Linked DNA regions of Sus scrofa: region 1 is linked to region 2. Evidence: chromatin contacts called from public HiChIP or PLAC-seq data. All regions are on one chromosome and are shown on one strand. The core of a region is the stretch at or near the end of the contact, and the rest is flanking DNA. Distances in the headings are between cores, read along the strand shown. Region 1 holds the start of UBQLN1 (ubiquilin-1). Region 2 holds the start of HNRNPK (heterogeneous nuclear ribonucleoprotein K).

Region 1 (6,927 bases), core at 1,844-4,343, 300 kb before region 2:
CTCCGACGCACTATCAGTAGGACCGTAAAAGAGCACAAGCATTTTTTAAAAACATAGTTCCCTGTGAAACTAAACCTACAGCTACCCTATGACCCAGTCATTCCACTTCTAAGCATTTAACATGAAAGATACAAGCACCTGTCCAATCAAAAGATTTATACAAGAATGTTCATAGCAACTAACTGGAAACAGCCCAGGTGACCCTCAACTGGAAAATAAACAGATTACGGTGGTATATCCATACAAAGTAAGAATCATAGCAATGAAAAGGAACTGCTGATGATACACAAGGAGTCTCAAAAACACTAAGCTGAAAGAAAAAGCCTTACTCAGAGTACATACCCAATAATCCCACTTATGTGAAATTCTAGAAAAAGCAAAATGAATCCATGGAAGAAATCAAAACAGTGGTTAACGGAGGAGAGTCACTGAACTGACTGGGAAAGGGCAAGGGGGAAATTTCCTAGTCAATTATAAAGTTCTACAACTTGATAAGGCTTCGGATTACACAGGTGTATGTACGTGGGAAAACTCATGGAATGGCAATTGTGCGCTTCACCGCAAGTCAAATTTAACTAAAAAAAATTTAGGTTAAAAAAATGAATTCAGGTTAATGATAGGCACATTACTAAAGTGCTTTTTAAGAGTAACATGTACTAATGCTTAAAACTTACCCTGAAATGCATCCGAAAAAATAAAATTAATTGTATGACAGAGCAAATAAAGCTAGATACTAACTGTAGGCAATGGACACATGGTGTTCACTGCACAATTATTTCAATTTCCCTGTATGCTAGAAAACATAAAAACGTTAAGGAAATTTTTTATAGTTATATTGAGGGAAAAAAATATGGTGATTCAATAGGTGGTCAAAGTTTCTCACTTGATGCTACACACTCTACTTACTACTTGACAAAACACAACACCTTTCAGAATTATATATACAAATGCCCTAATCATTTATTGTTCCTAGGGACATTCACAAGTACGTTTCAGTAATTTTTGCTTCTTCATAAACTGTTCACGCTGAGATCAACTCAATAATTGTAGAAAATATCCTGAGACGTATATTCAATAAGCTAAAACAATGTGTTAAATTCCTCAAGACTATTAACTGCGGGATTTGTATTCCTGAACAGATTTTAAGTAGCATATTTGCATGTTCTCCATTAACTCCAATTTCGTTGTTATCCGACTGCATACGCTAATATCTGAATAACGCAGTTCTCCCACTAAAATCAAACAAAAAACCTCCCCAATGATTGGCATCTAAGCGATGACAAATACACTTTAAAAAAAGACCAGCAAATCGTCAATGAAAGTCATCCCCTCTTCTGTTTAAGCCTAGTACTAGCACTTAAGATATGGCTGAAAACAATTTCTACGTCATAGTTAATTTTTTCTTTAAAGATTGGAAGATGGGAAAATTTTCAGCACTCAAAACGCAGAACCAAATGTACACGTGCTCGTCATCCCCCAATCCACCTTAACCTGTAGGCAGGTAAAACAATGAGCATCCCCTTTTTTTTTTTTCACGAGACAAAATCGCAGACTAGGCTAAGGCGAACCCTAACCCAGACTCCACCCCGCCCGGAGCCAGGCGGCGGGTCCCTTTCCTTTGTGAGGAGCCAGAAGGAGGCGGCTGGGGGCGGGGAGCTGGAGGAGGAGGCTGGGGGTCTGTGGACGCCCGAAGAAGGAGCCGAGAGAAGCAGCATCTGTTCATCCCCCAAAAAGGCCGCGCGGCCCCCGCCACAAACCTGCGATGCCCCCAGGAGCAAACCCACGAACTTGGGTGTGATCGAATTTGGGATGAGACGCGGGAGAAAGGATGAGGGCACCTCCGGGGACGACCCCCACCACCGCCAAACCCTTGCAAAACCGTCTCCTCCCACGGCGGGCGGAGGTCCTGCCGCCATCCCCACTACGCCCCGAGCCTAGGGCGGCCCTCACCTGCTGGACTGAGCTATTCTCCGGCACTGCGAACTCCTCCTTCTCCTTCGGGGTCTTCACGGTGACTTTCATGATCTTGGGCTCGGCGGAGGCAGCGGCCGCGGGGGCGCCGGCACCTTCGGCCGCGGCGGCGCTGTCCTGGGAGCTCGGAGGGCTGCCGCTTTCACCATTCTCGGCCATGGCGGCGACGGCGGTGACTCAGGCGCGCAGGAGGGAGCGGGCGAACGAGGGGGAGCCAGGCGACGCCAGAGCCGGCCGGCCTGGGCAGCGGAGAATGTGGGGCACGCTGCCTCGGTGACAACGGGCGCAGGGCTGTCCTAGCGGGCGAGGGGCCGCGAAGCTTGGCGTGGACCCCGGCGCAGGCCCGGGTTGGGCGCTCGGCAGCCGCCGTGTGTTCAGATGCCGCTCGCTCACAGCGACATCCGCAGCCGCCGCCGCCGCTTCCTCCTCCCCGCCCCTCCCCCCCACGTCCCTCTGCCGGCGCCGCGCGGGGCACGCCGGGTAACGCGGCTGGAGACGTAGCCGAGTCATGCCAGGCCGGCGCCGCTTGGGACTCTGGCTGGCTTTTTTGCCCTTTCCTGCTCCATTGCTCAAAGCGTAGGCGCGTTCAGAATGAAGGACTAAAAACAAAGTGGGGTAGAAGAGGTCAGTTCATTTCTTTTTACCCCTTTCACCAAAAAATAAACTCGCGTGTTCTCGGGGAGACAGAAAGGGCGCAGAGGGATGACGTCACGGCTAGCGAAAGTACTGGAAAGGGGTATCGACCACTGGGCGCTGCGGCTGGAGATGCGCGTGCGCGCTGGTGGGCCAGGTAGTTTCCCCAACCCCCTCACCTTACACCCCCCCTCCCCCCGGTGGCGGTGCGCACCCCCTTAGCTCCCGTACCTGCTTTGCGTAGCCTGCTGCGAGGAGGGTCTAGAACAAATGCCCGCAAGGTGTTTCGTTGATTTTAAATGTGCTTGATTCTTACCCACTTGGAAGCTTTAAAACACTTGCTCTTATAGCCCGGTGCGCGAGAGTTGAATTATGAATTAATGGAGGAAAAAAATCCTCGTCCTAAGAAAAGGAAAATGGAGTACATGCCTGTAGCCACCTTGCGCAGTTTCGCGGAGTCACTGCTCCATGGCCAGAGCTTCCCACCCTCGGGTCAGTCCCGTTTGGTCAGGTGATCAGGCCACCTGTGTTGACAGTGGCCTCTCCTGCGTTGACAACCCTGCTAGTGCATCCTGGAGTTCTCTGAATACTATCCCCCCAAATGTTTGTGGCACAAGCAGAGTACCCAAGAAGTGCCCACCCAACTGGGACAATTTAATGAAGCTCAGGTGTTCATTTTATATTCTTTCAAATTAAGTTACTGCTTCATTTCAGACTTCAAGTGGCATTAAAGTTTCGAAGATTATATTCAATGAAACATGGGTACAAATAAGAAACAGTAAGTTAATTTCCCTCTAAAGAATTCTAAATTTGAAATGAACTTATCATCTGCCTTTGAAGATGACTTGCAAAGGAATGTACAACACAGGACATGAACTTTATTAACCAGTATTGCACAAGTGTAAACTCTGACACCCCACCATGATCCAAATATGCAAGGATACGTACTGTATTTCTGTTCTTAAGCCATCCAACTCTGTTCTGGTTATAAGTACTCTTACATGAAGACCACTTTTTAGCAGAGCTCCTTTGGAATCTCGGTCTAAGAGGAGCTCTCAAAGTGTAAATTGCAACATAGGCATCATCTGATATCAGCTACATTCCTGGCAGCTTGTTCAATAATAGCATGAAGAAGTTACACAAGGCTCTCTGCTAGAAGATGACTGTTTGTTTGTGTCTGGATGTGAGGTAATCATTACTTGTCAAGGTGGAAAGTTCTGCCATTGGAAAACCAATCATTTATCTCTAACCCTACACTTAGGAAAAATTTCTCTGTAATTATTTATATCTACATCAATTTCTACAAAAATTCTGATGACTATGCTCAATTTATGGAGTAATAGAATTTATCTGTAAGACTATGTAGTTAAGTAATTCATTAGAGCCCTTTTTGGATACAACTCTACCTTGTAAGAAACCATCGAAAGACTAGATAGTAGCTGTATCGGGCTTTGTGGACCATACATTTTCCATCTCAAATACTCAGCTCTGTGCTTGTAACAAAGAACAACTGCAGACAGTGTATGGGTAACTAAGCCTCCCTGTGTCCTGGTAAAACTACTTACAAAAACAGGCCTAGGATCTGATTTGGCCACAGGGTGTCTGAGGCATATTCTTTTGAACAATTTTTGTTTGTTAAATGATTGGTGAAACAAATATAAGAGCTGGAGGTCCTGTCGTGGCACAGCAGAAACGAATCTGACTAAGGACCGTGAGGTTGGAGGTTCAATCCCTGCCCTCGCTCAGCGTGTTAGGGATCTGGCATTGCTGTGGTCGTGGCTGTGACTGGCACCTGTAGCTCCAATTAGACTCCTAGCCTGGGAACATCCATATGCCTCGGGTGTGCTCCTAAAAAGAAAAAAAAAAAATTTCAAGAGCATATGTCATTCATTTTACAAACATTAATTGAGCACATTAATGTCCAAATACTATGTTGAGGATACAGAGGAAAATAAGAGTCAGTGTCTGCCCTCAAAAAAGAGGCAAGGGAGTTCCTGCATTGTCACTGCTGTGGCACGGGTTCAATCCCTAGCTCAGGAACTTCTGCTTTCTGGGGACATGGCAAAAAAAAAAAAAAAAAAAAAAAAAAAAAACAGAGAAAGAAAGGAAGTTGGATGGGATGGGTAATGGGTAGGAGGAGATGGAGTGAGGAGTCTCCCAGTACTCATTTCAGAGAGACAGCAGTGGGTGATGGCTTGAAGTGAGACCTTAATTCTCTGCTCAGGAATTGAACCTGGGCAGCCTGAGTGAAGACCAGGAATCCTAGCCACCAGAGTAGCTAGAGGCTTAAAGCAGAATTGCCCTCTTTCTTGCCCCCTGTCGAAAGCAAGAATGTTTCAAGAAGGCAAAGATTGTAAAAAATAGGTATAAAGTTTATTGTTGGAAACACAGTACAGTGTGTGGGAGAGCACACAGAGAATTTGTTTATCTAAGGCAGAAGTAAAGTGGTAATACACGCCCAAAGGAGTGAGGGTGCAGGTATAATATAGCATTATTAAAGTAAGTCACTTATATAGAACAGTTCTTCCAGGTCTTTGTCTTCCTTTGGCAATTACCTTGTTTTACCTTTTACACTTGACCTGACCCAGAGCCCTCCCTGATCTCCATGCACATCTTTTGGACAAAGTGGAGTCCAAAGCAAAGCATGGTGGAGAGGTTCTCTTGACTTATTATGACCTGGCATACCCTCCCTTTCTGACCCAGAAGGGTCTCTCTGTGCATGTATAGTTGGGGTCTCCCTGGCCCCAAGGACGGGAAGAATGTGACTTCTTGGTCTTTTGATCAAGCAGGGATTATTAGCCCCTCTTCTGATCCTGTCATTATCATTGTTTAACAAGTTCTCAGAAGACAAGTACCAGTTATTTGCCTTGTTCCTGTTGTTATTTCTATCTTGAAATATAGATAGGTGGCTGGTTGTAAATGTTTGTCCTGGAGCCCATCTATCTTCTGCTTCAAGAAGTGTAAATAAGAGGCTAGTTGCAAATTTCTATCCTAGAGCCCATCTACCTCCTGCCTCAGTACCATGCCAATAAGTATTTAATAAACACTCAAGAAAGCAAGCTTTGATTTTTTTAGCATGTGCCAGTTTCCTTGATATAATGCTACTTACAAAATGGCCAATCTCAAGCTACAAACTTGAGGTCGTTGCTCACAAAACTGCTGAAATTTTACCATTCAGTTCTCACAAGACAATGTGAGCAGCTCTAACTGGACATGTCTTTTTTTATAAGTCCCAATATTCCAACTTCAAGTTTAGAAATAAGATTTTATATAAATAAGATGTTTTTATATTTATATTAAATATAAATGTTTTTATATTTATATTAAATATAAATGTTTTTATATTTATATTAAATATAAATGTTTTTATATTTAATATTCATGGTAGAATTCTTCTTTGACAAAATGAGTCAGTCAATTCAATCAATCAAGAATTTATTGGAGGAGTTCCCGTTGTGGCGCAGTGGTTAACGAATCCGACTAGGAACCATGAGGTTGCGGGTTCGATCCCTGCCCTTGCTCAGTGGGTTAACGATCCGGCGTTGCCGTGAGCTGTGGTGTAGGTTGCAGACGCGGCTCGGATCCCGCGTTGCTGTGGCTCTGGCGTAGGCCGGTGGCTACAGCTCCGATTCGACCCCTAGCCTGGGAACCTCCATATGCCGCGGGAGCGGCCCAAGAAATAGCGAAAAGACAAAAAAAAAAAAAAAAAAAGAATTTATTGGAGTTCCTGTTGTGGCGCAGTGGTTAACGAATCCGACTAGGAACCATGAGGTTGCGGGTTCCGTCCCTGCCCTTGCTCAGTGGGTTGACGATCCGGCGTTGCCCTGAGCTGTGGTGTAGGTTGCAGACGCGGCTCGGATCCCACGTTGCTACGGCTCTGGCATAGGCTGGTGGCTACAGCTCCGATTTGACCCCTAGCCTGGGAACCTCCATATACCGTGAGAACAACCCTAGAAAAGAAAAAAAAAAAAAAAAAAAAAAAAAAAAGCCTAATAAAATTAAGGCCTAAGCTTCTTAGCTAGAAATTCAAGGCCTTCCACAACTAATTCCTGGCCTTTCAAGCTTCACTCCCATTACTCTTTATAGATATAGCCTGCTACAGTCAAGCATATTTATTATCATGTCTAGAAACATTTGTACATTATACTTCTCTCACGTAGGATCTCACATCACTACATCTGCCATGTGCCCATTATTACAGCCTTTTCTCTTTTAGAAAACACCCAAGCCTGCAGAATCATTTTTTCTCTGACCTTCATCATCATCATTTGTACCCTTCACTTAACAATTCATCACCGTCAATTACCTAAAACTATTTCTCTT
Region 2 (7,530 bases), core at 3,459-5,958:
AATTAATGAAACAAGCTTAAGTTGTTCTGAAGACTAACACAATAATGGACTTCTCTATACCTGACTGTGGCTTAACATTTAAGGACCTTTAATGATGGTACTTTTTTAAAAAAAAAAACAAAAAAAAAAAACAAATGATGTTTCAGTAGCAGGCTGGCTCATGAGGGTAGACACAAAACCTGTCATGACTCAAATTCTTGAGGAAAATGGGGAAATAACCCAGATCATTATACAGAACATCTGGATTAAGAGGAAAGAGGTTTATAAAAGACAAAACAAAAATTCCCACACCACCAAAAACCCTAACTCTTAAAAAGACTAGTTTGGTGTCCTGGAGGTTTAAAACGCATTCCTAGATCCTAACAGGCCAGTTTGTAAAATTTAAACAAATTTTCAAGTTAAGTTTACAGTAATCAAGAGAAACATACAAAGATCTGTGACCAAGAGAGAAATGAAATTCTATCAAATAAGTGTTCAACACAAAGTTATTTGCCTCAACTTTATTAGCAAGAAAACATCAAGAGTGTGTACATGAGAAAAAAAATTTAGGAAATTTGGTGTAGCCAAGTCCTATAAATATGCTCACTTCTGGTGATACCAACATTTAATGTGTCTAATCACAAGAGTCAACCCACTATAAAATATGAAGACTCAAACAAATCATTAGTGTTGACAAATGGTTTCCCAGGTGCAAGATTAAGTGCCTACTCTATTCTTTACCCATATTTAAATCATGCAACCTCAATTTCTTTGTGCTCCATGTGCAAGGTGTTAAAGAACACATGGACGAATTGTAAAAAGGGGAAGGGAAATAAAAATTTTGGTGTTTAATCAGCCACCTGCAATGGTTTTCATTAATACTGTATTTGATTCACATATGGGAAACGGTGCAATTGAGGGTTTTTATACTGTTATTTTTAATTAAGATGTTACCTTGCTTGAAGTGAATAATGTAGTGGAAAAGTATTATAAAGTGAGGAGGTTAAATATGGACCCCTCACCCAATTCAATATGGGTTTTGTTAAATCAGGAATGGCAAAACCTGAAATCATCTATGTAATCAATTATTATAAAAGGCTTGTATCTAGACTATAAATGATTTCTATGATGCATCTTTAATTTTATACAAACACATAAACTGAAGCTGCCTGAGTAGTCGTTTAAACTCTTTAATACTTACGTCTGTACGGAGAGCCTTAATATTCTTGCCTCCTTTCCCAATCACTGCCCCAGCATTCTGGAAAAGATAAAGAAACCAAAACAAAACCATAAATACCATGCAAGTCTAATCTCTTTTTTGGCTACAGGGATAAAAAACTACTTGGGGATAGCAAATCCATCAGGTTAACAAAAATTAAGGATCTATGTACTTTGGGGGCTAAATATTCAAAATGCCAGCAACACACCAAATGTAAAACAGAAGCACTGGTACTAAACTAGTTTTATAGTTCCTTTCCACAAAACAAGTAATTGTAGATACCTTGACTTTGTAAGCTATAGTATGAGTCAAGTAAGCTGGCAACATGTGGATGCTTTCTAATGAACCCATGATATAATCAAGATATAATCTCTAATCCATTAATACTTTAAGGATCATCCATACCGATCTCCTAGATTGACCTGTGGTGGCTCACTATCATGGGCTTTCCTTTTTATTGTTAGCAAAACAACAGTCACCATGGTCAAAAGGATATTTAGAAAGAGCCACACAAATCTCTCATATTCTGCAGCCCTTAAGGCCTCCCAGATGGCCCAATAAGAACTTATCTTAATTTCTACTTGAATAACCATTTTCAAATTCTCAAGAATAAATTGATACCTTGCTCTGAAGCAGGATGCGCAGTTCAACCATCTCATCAGTGTTTCTAGATCTTTTAAAAGCTTGTTCTTCTTCCATATCTTCAGCAGGGCGTTTACCTAGAAATTAACAGTTCAGACTTCAGAGAGAGCACCAACATCTTCAAGGACACTTTCCATTACACTTTAGTTTTAAACTGCAAGTTAAATTAGAGAAAGTAATTCCATTCTATTTAGAGATTTGAGGCCAATTTTAAGTTTTAAAAGGCACCTATGCTTAGACTTTAAGCACAAATTGAAGCACTCTCCAGCTCCAATATTTCTAAATATATTTTAACACAACAAAACAGCAATTTCAAAATGCAACATTTTAATATTTACTGTCTTAAAAAATAAATTTAGTTACCTACGCAAACAAGTTACTTCTAGTTCATAAATAAACTCCAAAACAGAACTGATAAGGATCTCAAATTAAAGTAATATAATGAAGCTAACAGGACCAAAAAAAAAAAAAGAAAATCTAAACAGTAAAACGTTCTCTCACCAAATTCGCCATTGGTTTCAGTGTTGGGAAAGGTTTCCTCCGGTTGTTCCGTTTCCATTTTCTTGTATTAAATGGACACACCAATCTGTGAAAAATAGAGAACAGTACATTTGGCTTACTGGAAAGTAAGCTGTGCCCCTAATTAATTTTTTTTTTTTTTTAAAGCAAAGAAATGATTCTACTTCCAGAACGTACCAGTTATATATCCTTGCAGAGCAGAACTGAAGTGTTCTGGGCGGGACCAACTGACACTATGGTGCTGCAGTAGCCTATAAAAACCAACACGAATCAGCTTTCCCTTTTCGGTTACTAAGTACTGATGAATGTTAATTTGAACACAACGACCCAAAGAGCTGTTTTTAAAACGTGTTTGTTTTAGGGTCTTAAACCTCACAATAACTGCCTCAAAAAACAAAAGACCATCATCTGATTTTGTTAAAAATTAACACTAATTTTAAGCCATTGGATCAAGTCCTTCCACAGCAACTAGTTATTTTATATGACAAAGAAAGCCAGAGAAGCATGTAAGGCATATGAGCTTCTGAGCCTGTGTTCTGGGAAGTATAAATTTATGGAAGGATTATTTTTATACTGGAATTTAAAATCGCTTTTGGGTTTCTTTCCTTTGTTGACTTGAAATGCTATCTCCGAAATCTTTAAAATTTACAAACATAAAGCCAAATTCAAACCATATCCAACCGTCAAGTCAATCCATTGGAGCAATAATTAAGTCTGCAAAGTTGATACAAGCAAAACCCGAAACTGCCAGTACTACTTAACCATCCAACAGAACCCTTGAACACCAATACCATCACTAGCGGGATATTTTAAAATTACATTAAAAGCGGGTGTAACCTAACAACCACATCTTCAATACCAGGCTGGTGATGTAATTGCTTTTAGCTCCTCTCTCAAGACTGGTAGAAGGAGGCGACTCGTGGCCCTCGCCAGAATATAGCCAAACAGCTTAGAGCTCAAAGTCAAGGCAACATTTATGCCTTCCACCCGTCCAAACACTAACTGAAAAAAAAAAAAAAAAACAAAAACGCTAACCTTCTGGCCCACCACTCGGTTAAACACTGACGTGAGGTGGCAGATCTGGATAAAAGAGGTTAAAAACCAATACCAAGCTGTTTGCAAGGATAAATAAATATCCTTCGGGTCCTTTAGACACCCTCTCTCAGACCGCGAAAAATCGCCAAGTATGTGCGTGACCCGCCGAGCTCAAACTTGCCCTCCTCGCCCCAACGCCCGATACCGGTGTCGGCAACGGCCAGGCAACAGGAGTTGGAAAAGCTCCCGAGGCGGGAGCACCAGCTCCGCACCTCTCCTCACCCGGATCCGACAGGAAATGGCGGCCCGCGTAATGGCGACTACGTGCTACTAGGCGGAGCCGAGCGCGGACCCCCCTCCCCCACCCACCACGCGGTCCCGAGACCTCATCCCCCGCACCCTCCCCCCCTCCGCGGGAGAGACAAAGCAACGGAGGCAGCCGGGACCATTCCAGCTCTTCCGCTCCCGCTCCAGGCTCGGGCCGGGAGCGCCCAAGTGCGGCGGGACCCACACAAAGAGAGCGGCGGCGTTCTCTACCGCCCTCGGGGCCCACCCGCCGGCCCCTCCTCTTCCCTGCACAACGTGCCTAGTTCCCAAGACTCCAGAACTACAGCTCATGCCACCGGTACCAGCCCTGCGATTCCTCGAAGCCGCCAACACCACAACGCGGACTGCGGATATACGCTCTCAGGGAAATGGCGGAGGGGGAGGGGGGAGGGGAAGCCCGGCAACGTTCCCCCCCCCAGAACCCGCCAACCACTAAGCAGCCCCCAAAGCCTCCCTCAAGTGGAGATATTGGTCTCCGGCGCTCGCCCCCACGCGCCGCTCGCCCAGCCCGACTCCTTACTAGGCAAAACTACCGTCCCTGTGCCGCCGCGCCGCCTCAGCCGGTCACAGCTAGACAGAGAACGAGCGCAGGCCCCGCCGCCCTCCCCCGCCTCCCCGCGCTCCCCTACCCCGCCGCTGTGCCCGATTGGCTGCCCCGGCTACAGCGGTGGCGCGAGGGCGAAATGATTGGCCGAAGGCCGCGTCAATCAAGGCGCCGGAGGAGGCGACAACCCCGCCCCCCGCCGGCGCCTCCCTTCAGGCTAAGGCCGCTAAGGGCCCGAGAAAAACCAGACTTGGAAAAAGTCAACACAGCCTTTGGGGAGGCCAAACCCTGCCCGAGCCCGTAACACCCAAGCCCTTACAACCCTAATTACCTCTAGGCCGCAAATAAGCGGGACGTAGACAAGACTTCGAGGTTGGTGCAGCGAAGAAACAGAGGATAATGGCGTCTGCAGAGCTTTCGCCTGGAGCGCCCTCCTCCTTTCTCGTTCGCGCACTCACTAGCTGTGGGGGAAAGGGGCGGGGGGGGGTAGCCTCTCGCGAGAACTAAAGGCTGTCTCGTTCACGCTCACAGGGAGGGGGCGGGAGAAGGGGCGTCTTCGCGGCCGGGAGGAGTTTTCTGGGTTGGGAGGAGGGGCATGACTGCGCGGCAAATCTGGCGGGAACGAGCTAAAAAGGATTAGGGCGCGCGGCGTAGCGGTTCCTGCTCTCTCAAGTCGAGCGGCCCGGCAGCCGCTGTTGCTCGAGGGAAGTCGGGACGCCCAGGTCGGTGCTAGGCCCAGACAAGTGCCCTTGTTTCCACAGTCTACATTCGCGCCTCCCTCCCTCTCTCCCCGGTATTCCCTTCCCTCCCGGTCTGCGGGGCTTCAGGGCGAGCTGCGCGTCGGTAAGTGCAGCCCGTCCAACGGCCCGGCCCCAGCCGCGGTAACTCGCTGCCTGTAACGGGCCGCGGGGCTCGGCCTGCTGCCTGCCGGCGCCTTGGGCGAGACTCCAGGAAACGCAGGCCGTCCCTCCAGGCCGTGGCGGGCGAGCCCCGGTGTCCTGGAGAACTTGTCCCCTTCTCTTCCGGCCCTGAATCTGTTCACCTTCGGAGAGCCCAGGGTCTCTTGGTCCGGACGACAGCTTTTCTTTTTCTGTTTTCCCTTTCTTTTTTCGCTTTCTTTTCTTGTTCATGAGGCCTATGATACGTATATTTTGTAGTATCGTTGCTGCAGTTATGTGTGAAAAATTTCTGGAAGTATTACTTTCATTTCCTACAATGAATGCAAATCGCAAATTGTGTTGTAGACATCCGCTTTCCAAAGTTCACCCACCTCCTTCAAGCACTCGTCTTGTGTCAGGGTATTCGGCAGTGATTAAAACAGACCAAAACCTTCGCCCTCAGATGTATTATCGACCTAGCTTATTCATTTTATACTTGCTTTGTGTTTGGTTACTTCTAAGGCCCCTGTGTCTGTCTGTGATGATTTCCTTTGTTAAGGCACTTAAGGTCACTCTGAATCGGTGACAAACCTGGAAAATTGCCGGTAGTACCCAGTATCCACATCCTGACTTAACCCGCCGGCTCTCACCCACAACCTCAAATTCATGTGTAAGTGCAAAAATGCTATAATTTACGTGTGAAGCTGAATACACACACACACACACATATATATATATTTTGGTCATGATGAATTTGTGCTGATTCATTCCGTTGTAACTTGATTTCCCTCTTGAAGAATTTGCAAATTAGGTGTAACTAGCCTCTTTTTAAAGTGGCTGTGATCAGCCATCTAGTATCTTACTTGTTTGATTAGGAAGAAACTTTTTAAGGCGATCTGAACACCAACATTTGCTGGCTGGGAGGATAGTTAAATACTGTTAGTACATAGTGTCTGGGATTGTGGAGTTAATAAAAGGTTCTTTGAGTCGCAGTATAATTTTTGTAATGGCCCCCGCCATGAAAAATACTATAGTCTTGTGGGGAGGTAAAACTTAACTCGAGTTTGGTTTTATAATATATGGTTCAGATGTTTAATGTTCAACCAAGAATTGACTGAGTGTATGAAGGGGCTGGGGCTACTTGGATTATAGAGATTTAATCTAGTTAGGATTTGCAGCATTTAATTGAATCTGTCATTTAAAACCCGGGACTTTCATTAACATAAACAGGTACATATAAGGGTACTGTATCAATAATGCTTTCTTTCAAGCTAGTATTTCTGTTGCAGCCATAATTTTTTGACTTGATAAACAGTGGTGAGTGATGGGCAGGAATGCAAAGCAAGTAGGTCTAAGAACTCCTTCCCAGTTTCACTCATGACTGTTCCCTAACTCTTATTCCTCTTTTCCAGATGCCATTGTCAGATTTTCTTTTTTCCTACTTGTTTTCTTCCTTACCTCTTTTCATTTGTTTTCTAGGTTTACTATTTAAACAACAGGAAAGTCTGTTTTCTCACTGTCTTTTCTTCCTCTATTTTCAACCAAACTATATTCTACTTGCTTCATTCAAGGACTTGGTAGCTTGAGGAAAGTCTTTCCACCATCCTTTCATCCTCTATTGTTTTCAGCCAAACTATGTTGTGTCTATAGTTATTCAAGGACTTGCTAACTTGATTGATACCTTATGAGATCCTGTCTTGTGTAGTTAATTGTATTATTATTTGGACCCTCCCAATGAATTTAGAACTGGTATTAGCTCTAAATTAGCTGTGGGATTTACTTCAGATAAACTAATATAACTGAGATAGTACACTAGCCAGGCGGATGATTATTTACGGTTTTATAACTGCCACTTTCTGCTCTCTATACCAGACCTTGTTCGGGCAGCTTAATGCTTACTACAGTCCTTCAAGTAAATTGTCAATATCTCTGTTTTACTGACAAGGCAGTTAAGACTGAGAGAAGTTAAGGAACATGTCTAAGGTCACATAACGGAGATGGGATTCAGACTCCTAAACCTGTTCTGTTTTTTCCTTACATTAGGTTATGGAGGATCCACAAACAGCTCCACTAGTTACTTCTTTCTGATTTCAGTCATTAAATATAATTTTTTAAAAAGATACATTTTAAAAATTAGAGTTGATTTACAATGTTCTGCCAGTTTCTGCTGTGTAGCAAAGTCACCCAGTCATACAAATATAATTTTTTTCCCCTCTAGTTTTCAGAGAGTGCCTTCTCAAAATTCTGGGGTTACCTTGAAGCCATCCCCAAGGAGTTAAAACAGAGACTTACTTTATTTTTCAGATGAAGACATTAGAAACAAGGAGTGGTTATAATAGAAATATTTGTTAGTACTTTTAAGTCTTAGCTATACAATGTCCAATATG

The links. HiChIP or PLAC-seq counts read pairs in DNA pulled down with a chosen protein or histone mark.
Region 1: a contact with region 2 is called in an H3K27ac HiChIP or PLAC-seq map of alveolar macrophages. The contact joins the promoter of UBQLN1 here to the promoter of HNRNPK in region 2. A contact is called at or near these places in 1 of 5 promoter capture datasets (fetal liver), 3 of 47 Hi-C or Micro-C datasets (alveolar macrophages, embryonic fibroblasts and epiblast stem cells) and 2 of 2 datasets of contacts at active chromatin or transcription factors (alveolar macrophages and skeletal muscle).

What each region holds. Positions count from the first base shown.
Region 1 is chr10:31,272,082-31,279,008 of Sscrofa11.1, reverse strand. It overlaps UBQLN1 (ubiquilin-1), which reads right to left and starts at 3,093. Exons shown (of 12, transcript XM_021064658.1): 1 at 2,836-3,093; 2 at 1,951-2,570. The coding sequence starts at 2,130. It overlaps LOC110255669 (a long non-coding RNA gene), which reads left to right and starts at 2,463. Exons shown (of 2, transcript XR_002336308.1): 1 at 2,463-2,595; 2 at 3,319-4,697.
Region 2 is chr10:30,972,871-30,980,400 of Sscrofa11.1, reverse strand. HNRNPK (heterogeneous nuclear ribonucleoprotein K) reads right to left here and starts at 4,708. Exons shown (of 17, transcript NM_001267845.1): 1 at 4,597-4,708; 2 at 2,537-2,610; 3 at 2,342-2,426; 4 at 1,820-1,917; 5 at 1,181-1,237. The coding sequence starts at 2,399. RMI1 (recQ-mediated genome instability protein 1) reads left to right here and starts at 4,852. Exons shown (of 4, transcript XM_005668027.3): 1 at 4,852-4,987.